2 separate regions of the Danio rerio genome follow, and region 2 is linked to region 1. Evidence: chromatin contacts called from public HiChIP or PLAC-seq data. All regions are on one chromosome and are shown on one strand. The core of a region is the stretch at or near the end of the contact, and the rest is flanking DNA. Distances in the headings are between cores, read along the strand shown. Region 1 holds the start of arpc5lb (actin related protein 2/3 complex, subunit 5-like, b). Region 2 holds the start of m17 (IL-6 subfamily cytokine M17).

Evidence for each region. HiChIP or PLAC-seq counts read pairs in DNA pulled down with a chosen protein or histone mark.
Region 2: a contact with region 1 is called in an H3K4me3 HiChIP or PLAC-seq map of gastrula embryo, with 4 times the contacts expected there. The contact joins the promoter of m17 here to the promoter of arpc5lb in region 1. A contact is called at or near these places in 2 of 4 datasets of contacts at active chromatin or transcription factors (embryo and gastrula embryo).

What each region holds. Positions count from the first base shown.
Region 1 is chr5:32,688,341-32,692,028 of GRCz12tu, reverse strand. It overlaps arpc5lb (actin related protein 2/3 complex, subunit 5-like, b), which reads left to right and starts at 2,037. Exons shown (of 4, transcript NM_001128686.2): 1 at 2,037-2,256. The coding sequence starts at 2,117. zmat5 (zinc finger, matrin-type 5) reads right to left here and starts at 462. Exons shown (of 5, transcript NM_001003771.1): 1 at 221-462; 2 at 75-137. The coding sequence starts at 347.
Region 2 is chr5:32,772,022-32,775,709 of GRCz12tu, reverse strand. It overlaps m17 (IL-6 subfamily cytokine M17), which reads left to right and starts at 1,996. Exons shown (of 3, transcript NM_001079833.1): 1 at 1,996-2,036; 2 at 2,299-2,450. The coding sequence starts at 2,000.

The DNA of each region.
Region 1 (3,688 bases), core at 788-3,287:
CTGCTTCATAACTTGGACATGTTTTATCTAAAAGAAGCACAAGCAGTAACTTCTGTCAGATATATTAACGTTACCTGTCTGGACAAACTTTCTACAGACTTCTTTCGATCGCTCGTCGTTTAAAAGTGTGGCAGCATCTGAATAAAATGAAATTAAACCATTTAAACGTGTTTTATCTGGAGATATTGCTTCAGTTTCCTTCTGTTGCTGTGTGCAGTACCTCTGAAGTTGTCAAACCAGGCTTTCTTCGCCCGGTGATGCTGGACGCCGTTTAGGTGCTTCTTTCTGTTGTGGAGGTTGTCCTGAAAGCTGCGGTCACAGTAGTCACAGTAATACCGTTTCCCCATTGTTTATCAAACTCAAAATGTATTCTGGTCGTCAGTTTAATTAAGGAGAAATCAATATACGTTGGATAAACGTCTAGGAAAACAGGTACGTTCCTTCTGTTTGCTAGATCAATATGGCGGTGAAAACACGCTGACTGCGCAGACGCAGAATTAAGTGACGTACAGCGGCCTCTAGCGGACAAATACATTTACACACCTTTACCTTACCTGCCTAGTTAACACCTTTTCAAGAAACTTTACATTTGAGACTGACTGAAGTCGTTTGAAAAAGGAACATTTTGTTGTATAGCCTGCTACACAGTGTTATGAAGTATAAATGAATAAATTAATTAATAAATTAATTAATACATGTATGTGGAAATAATCTCCATAAAGGGGAAATGTTAAAAAGATCAATTCTTTCCTAAAGGGATAGTTCATAAAAAAAGAAAATTTCTCCACCATTTACTCACACTCAAGTGGTTCTTAGCTGTATTTCATTGAACACAAAACATGAATTCTGAAGAACGTTTGAAGATGGCAGCCATAGACAAACTGCAGCAGGAACAAAAATACTATGGAAGCTGCTGCTTTCCAACACTCCTCAAAATATCTTCTTTTGTGAACTCAAACTCATTTGGAACAAGTGGAGGTAAAATGAGTAAATGATGACAGAATTTTAGCTTTGGGTGAACAATCCCTTTAATAATAAACATACATAGTGTTGCAATTGCATTTAAAAGATTACCCTAAAACTTTGATTATCCTAAAACATTCATCACAAATTCACAGAATAAAACACAGAGACTATTTTTTCAGTAAAAGCAGTTATACAATTACTAACTTACATTGTTATTCATGTTTTGAATGAGTAGCATTAAATGAAAAAAAAAAAGATTTATAAAGTCCGACATTATTTTTATATTATTGCTTTAAAGAGACGGTTAAATGAATGAATGAATAAATGAACAAACAAATGAATGTTTATTTGGCACTTTTACAGAAGGCTATATTGTTATACAACCAGAGTATGGAGCCAGATCGGTCCATGTGCAAAATAAAATACAAAACCCAACTTATTACTACACAAATTCAATTTGTGAGTTCAAAGCAAGATTCCTAAATACACAAATTTAATTCGTAAATTGAAAACATGATTTTTAAATAAACAAATCTAATCCATCTGGCAAAATGTTTTTCATTTTTACTTGTGAATTCAAAAACTGTGTGTTGCATTTATGAATTTTGTTTTGAAATTACAAATTTAATTTTGTAAATGTGAATTGTGCTGTGCATGTCTGAATTTTATTTTGTGAATGCGTTATTTTTGAGACTGGTCTAGCTCCATACAAAAGTATTTTACAATTTTAAGGGATGAAATGACAGATTCGTCAAATAAGGTTCATAAAGGATTGCTTGATTTTGGATGATAAGGTAAACTGACTTAAGTTTGTGGCCTCCTGACCGAAATTTAATTGTGTGTACTGTTTCTTTAACAGTAGAGCCCTTCACAGACTCCCACTCAGCAGGTGGCAGTAGTACTCAAGCTTTGCCATCGCACCTTTCATAATAAATATGCGGCTCTGCATCGGTACACTGGAACAGCTCATGTGCTCGTGAGTGCCAGAATAACACACTGAACACACAGCTGCCTTTGATTAATCTAGTCTTCCGTCTGTGGATGTACTCAGTGTGGTGTCCCTGACGCAGACGAGAGCAGCAGAGGCTGAAATCCCGCCCCGGAGCAGAGACAGACGGCACGGGACCGCGGCGGACTGACACTGGCCCCGATGGCCAAGAACACGCTGTCTTCGCGCTTTAGGAAGGTGGACATTGATGAATTCGACGAGAATAAATTCGTGGACGATCACGATGAGGCTGCCGACCAGCAAGGACCGGATGCGCTGGAAGTCGACAACCTTCTCAGGCAATATCCTTCACCGTGAGAGCGGCGGTAACAGGGATTGAGCTGCGATCGCGAGCCCCGGGTGACATGAGCGCGCGCCCCGCTCCGTACAGTATCTCAGCTTGATGACGTGATGGTTGCGCTGCTTTGTTTACAAAAGTTAAAAGCGCATTGTTTTGTAAAAGCGCCTCAATGCTGAAGTTTATAAGCTGCTATATGATTTCCACAAAATATTATTAAGTAATGGTATTTTCAATTATATTTTATAAATGATATTTGTAGAATTAAACAATCGGCGTCTTAACATATTACATTTAGCGTTAATATCCCTAATTTGATGTTATGTAGCGGGACATTGCATTTTGCAATTTTATTTGATTCAATAAGTTACTTATTCAAAATTTGGTCACATGTGATCATAACTTTTATGAAACTTGGCCATGATAACTTTACTTGAGATCTATAAATGATTGTTGTTGCAAGGTTTTGCGAGCAATGAAATCTGTTTAAAAATAAATGTAAAGGGATATTTCGCCCAAAAAATAGATATTTACTCACCCAAGGTCATTTATGATGTAGGTTACTTTCAATCTTCAGATTTTCAGCTGATACTGTGGCCACTGGTCTTTCATAAAATAGTCATCTGCACTTTGAGAGTCAAACGATATACAGGTAATGCAACATTAATATAGCTGGTCGTGCTGATACATTGAACACAACTTAAATATTATACAGCTGAATTGATCCAGTTTAACTTTGTGTAAATCTTGTCCAGTTTTTTTAACAGTCTAATATATTCAGTTTATAAGCCCTCAACATCGTATCAGGAGCCACAGGGATTTATTTTTTCTTGTATATATATATTCTAATACCGGCGACGCAGTGGCGCAGTAGGTAGTGCTGTCGCCTTACAGCAAGAAGGTCACTGGTTTGAGCCTCGGCTCAGTTGGCGTTTCAGTGTGGAGTTTGCATGTTCTCCCTGTGTTCGCATGGGTTTCCTCCGGGTGCTCCGGTTTCCCTCACAGTCCAAAGACATGTGGTACAGGTGAATTGGGTAGGTTAAATTGTCCGTAGTGCACGAGTGTGTGTGTGAATGTGTGTGTGGATGTTTCCCAGAGATAGGTTGCGGCTGGCATAAATGGGCATAAATGTGCTGGATAAGTTGGTGGTTCATTCCGCTGTGGCGACCCAGGATTAATAAAGGGACTAAGCCGACAAGAAAATGAATTAATATTCTAATACCACTTAATGTATGCTAGGCATGGGCCAGTGTAAGATTCTGGTGGTAAATAAAAAAAAAATCCTACACATACCTTAAGATCGGTATAGCAGAAAATTTTACTTTTGCAAACCGCGATTATACAAAAATGGTCATCATCCCATGCCTAACTGGCCATTGGTGATTCATAAAATAGTCACCAGCACTTTGAGAGTCAGAAAATATAAAGGTGATATA
Region 2 (3,688 bases), core at 747-3,246, 84 kb before region 1:
TATGCAATTACCCGAGTGATATTGTGCTTTGGGTTATACTGTATAAGGAAATGAAACAGTGATGACTCCTCTCATACATTTGAAGGAAATATTGCAGCATTGCCTAGTGCAAATTGCAGCGTCTCAGCAAAAAAAAATTCAACAACAGACAATACGAACTAAACATAATAAGAATGAATTTATAAGTGCACATTTAAACACTAATGTCAATATTGTGTCAACTGTCCGCACTTTGCGCTCTTTTTTATACTCTTATTCTATTTATTTTCTATTCTTATTTCAATCTCTAGATTTTTTGTAGTGCACAGTCCTGTGTTATATGTTTTCAATTTTATGTTGTTTGATGTAGCACCTTGGTCCAGGAGGAATATTGTTTTGTGCACTGTATATTGTTAAAATGACAATAAAGCCAACTTGACTCGATTACCAAGATTGATGTTACGAATTCACATTAATTCTCAAAAATTACGAGAGCTTTGTCTCTCTTTTGTTTGTTGCATGGCACACAAAAAAATTTGAGGTGAGTTTAGACTAAGTTCTAAATAGGTAATTATGAGAAATACACGAAGGAGACCGGGGGATTTCCTCAAACTCTCAAGTAAAGCACTTCCTGTGGTTTAGAGGTTAAGAGAAATTATCTTTGATCTTCCTGACCCAAATATAAAACCCAGTCCTGTCTGCGTAAATGCTGCTGATTTAGCGCAGACACACTTCCAAAGAGTTGGCTGAAGTCGATAAAGATCAGATAGAGGTGTCTTGGGTACCGTTTTCAAGGCTTGGCTGTCACATCCACATCCTCAACCCTGGATGTTAAAACAGCAATAAATAAAATAAAATACAGGGAAATTGACCACACTCTGCATAAAAGAGCAAATGGTATACTACTAGTATATGCTCATTTTTTCTTCACTCTAATAGTGCACATTTTTGGTAAGGATCGTGGAAAGTACCAGGTACTGAGCTACTATTACCTGTGTTTTGCTGAGAAGACACCGATTTCCCCTGTGGCACAGCTTACCACATCAGTGTCACGCTTGTGCATGAAAAGACAAACGCCTTACCCAAGAAAGTACATTTATTTGTCTAAGCCTACGGATGTATTTTTACAAATGTGGCTGTGAGATCAGCCTTTCTTTGGTACACTATGGTAAATATGTGCTAAGCGCAAGCTTTCGGCTCTGGGGTTTCCCTTGCAGTCATAAAGGGTCAAAATAAAGCTTAGCTCAGTTTTTGTCCACTTAAGTCATCCTGCATGCAACATGCAATGACATCACACAGAAGCTGGACAAGAGCACAGCAAGATCTGTCATTTTCCTTCCTTGTCCGATAGGTGACTGAAATTCCCAATGTTGTGTCTTTTTTTTTTGCGTCAAAAGATTAAAAAGTTGCTGAAAATCTAGAATTGAGAAACTACCTTCCTTATGACGGTGCAAGACCACTTCCTGATGAACCAATGGGCATAAAGTTCAGAGTAAGGGTGGAAAGAGTGCTGTGGTGGATGATAGATCCTTTTTAATTTGAATAGCTTTGTGTGGCATTGTGAAATTCAGGGCAATGTTAACGAATGATGATAAACAAAATGTATACTTGAACATCTTGCTAATACTAATGGTGTTAAATAAAACACCAAAAATTCACCAAAATTCTTCATTTTAGATATTTAGATTTTAGAAATGATCAAATCAATTGTATTTTGATATCAGACGGCAATTAGCTACAAAGAGACACCATTGCTCAACCCACCCATAGTCAAGCATTCACACAAACCTGGGCGGCAACAAAAGGAGGAGGGAACATTACACATAGTACATGTGATAATGAAGACGCAAAAAGAAAAAAAAATATTCTGGGAACTCTTGTTGCCTCAGAAAGCCGGCCGCGTCATTTCCTTCCAATGACAAATGTGTGGTTTCAGTCTTTAAAAACTTTTTCAGAGTTGTGATCATGACCAGTTTGAAACGTTGTCTGTGAACGGAGAATGAACTGTCATGTCAGGAACATGCTCTGCCTGTCTCAGAGATTGCAAGTCAAATTCAGTAAGTATTACCGCCACACTGCACACTCAACAATACGCTCATAGTCATGCTCAACTATTGTCAAACATGGATAGACTGTTGATATTAATTCATTTGATCAATAACTCAAAACACATATGCACATTGATTTACTTGTGTTGATTATATGTGCATTAAAGGATTTTAGTGAATTCGAAACTAAAGGCATGAATGGCTGCGCTTTAAAATATGAATACTTTTTAACTTGAGCTTAGCTAATTTCTGAATGTTTTTTTTATTACAGGAGCATACTTCGCTATCATAATCTTGATTGCCGTTCAGTTAGTGCAACCAACAATGTCATGCAAGAACGAAAACTGCAGCCAGCGTCTTCACCGAAGTCTGAAGCTCAACAAGTTTACAAACAAGATGACAGTGAAGCTCTTGGACATATATGTAAGTGCTTTTTCTATAGTTACTTTTTGCAAATGGGGTTCACGTCAGTGGTCTTAAATCAGTCGTGATTGGTACATGAAAGGAGAAATGCTCTGACAATATAATCCTAATATGGTCAACAGATGCATGGGTGGTTTCCACATCCAATAAGGCGACTCCTTCCATTGATAAAATTGGGTTGTTTTGAGAGTGGGTGGGAGTAGGTGGGAACTGTAAATTTAGCTCTTTGGCTGTATATGTACTGTCCTGACTAGACAAGGTTTTGAAATGAGTCGCACAAAGGCATAGCTCAATGTAAATATGGTTCATGTGTGGGTCATGCAGAAAATAGTCATGACGATGAATCAATGGAATCAATGACAAAGTGGGTTTGTAATAAAACTGATTGATACAAAGCAATATAATAATATATTAAAAATATAATTCTTATAATTTTTTGTGAAGAATCAGAATTTCTTCATTATTATAGATGTTGTAACACTGTCTAAATAAAAAAAAGAGTGACATTTTTAAATGCATAAACAATTGTGTAGTTAGGTTAAGCTCTAAGCATGTTTTGATTTCGAGTTCTGAATACAAATTTATTTTAAAAGCCTTATGCCATGTCCTAACCACCTGCGATGGGACACTGTGATGCGATATAAGCTATCTTTTACACATTAATTGGAGTTTACATATTAATTGGAGTCCTAACTATCAATAGCAACGTCATGCAAAATTTGTATTATAGAAATGATTTGCATTTATGTGATATTGTGGCATAAACTACTATGACACTGATGGCCTCAGGTACTGATTATAGTGCTTTATTCAGCATTAAAAGTTACTACTATGACTTTAAGTGTCAATTTACATGACATTTATTGCCATAGTGAAAGCGACAGCAGATAGTTTACCTCAGATCTAGAAAATAAAATTTAAACATGAATGTTGGAACTTTGACTGATATTTGCAAACAAATATCAGCCACTCAGCATGTACTGGAACATTAACACTACATTAACACTAACCGGAAATTCAAATCGTTTCCAATACGATGTTTGACGGTTACCAAATTAGTAAAATAAATTACCAAGCTACCAAATAGTGCCTTCCATGTGTATAACCGCATTTACCATCAGGAGGTGGCAAAATGACTAACGTAGGAGAATTTTGTTCGCAAAATCTAATATGAATACAGTAATCCAACATCAGTGCCTGATAGCGTCGCCTTTCTGCTACAGGAGCAAACCATTGAT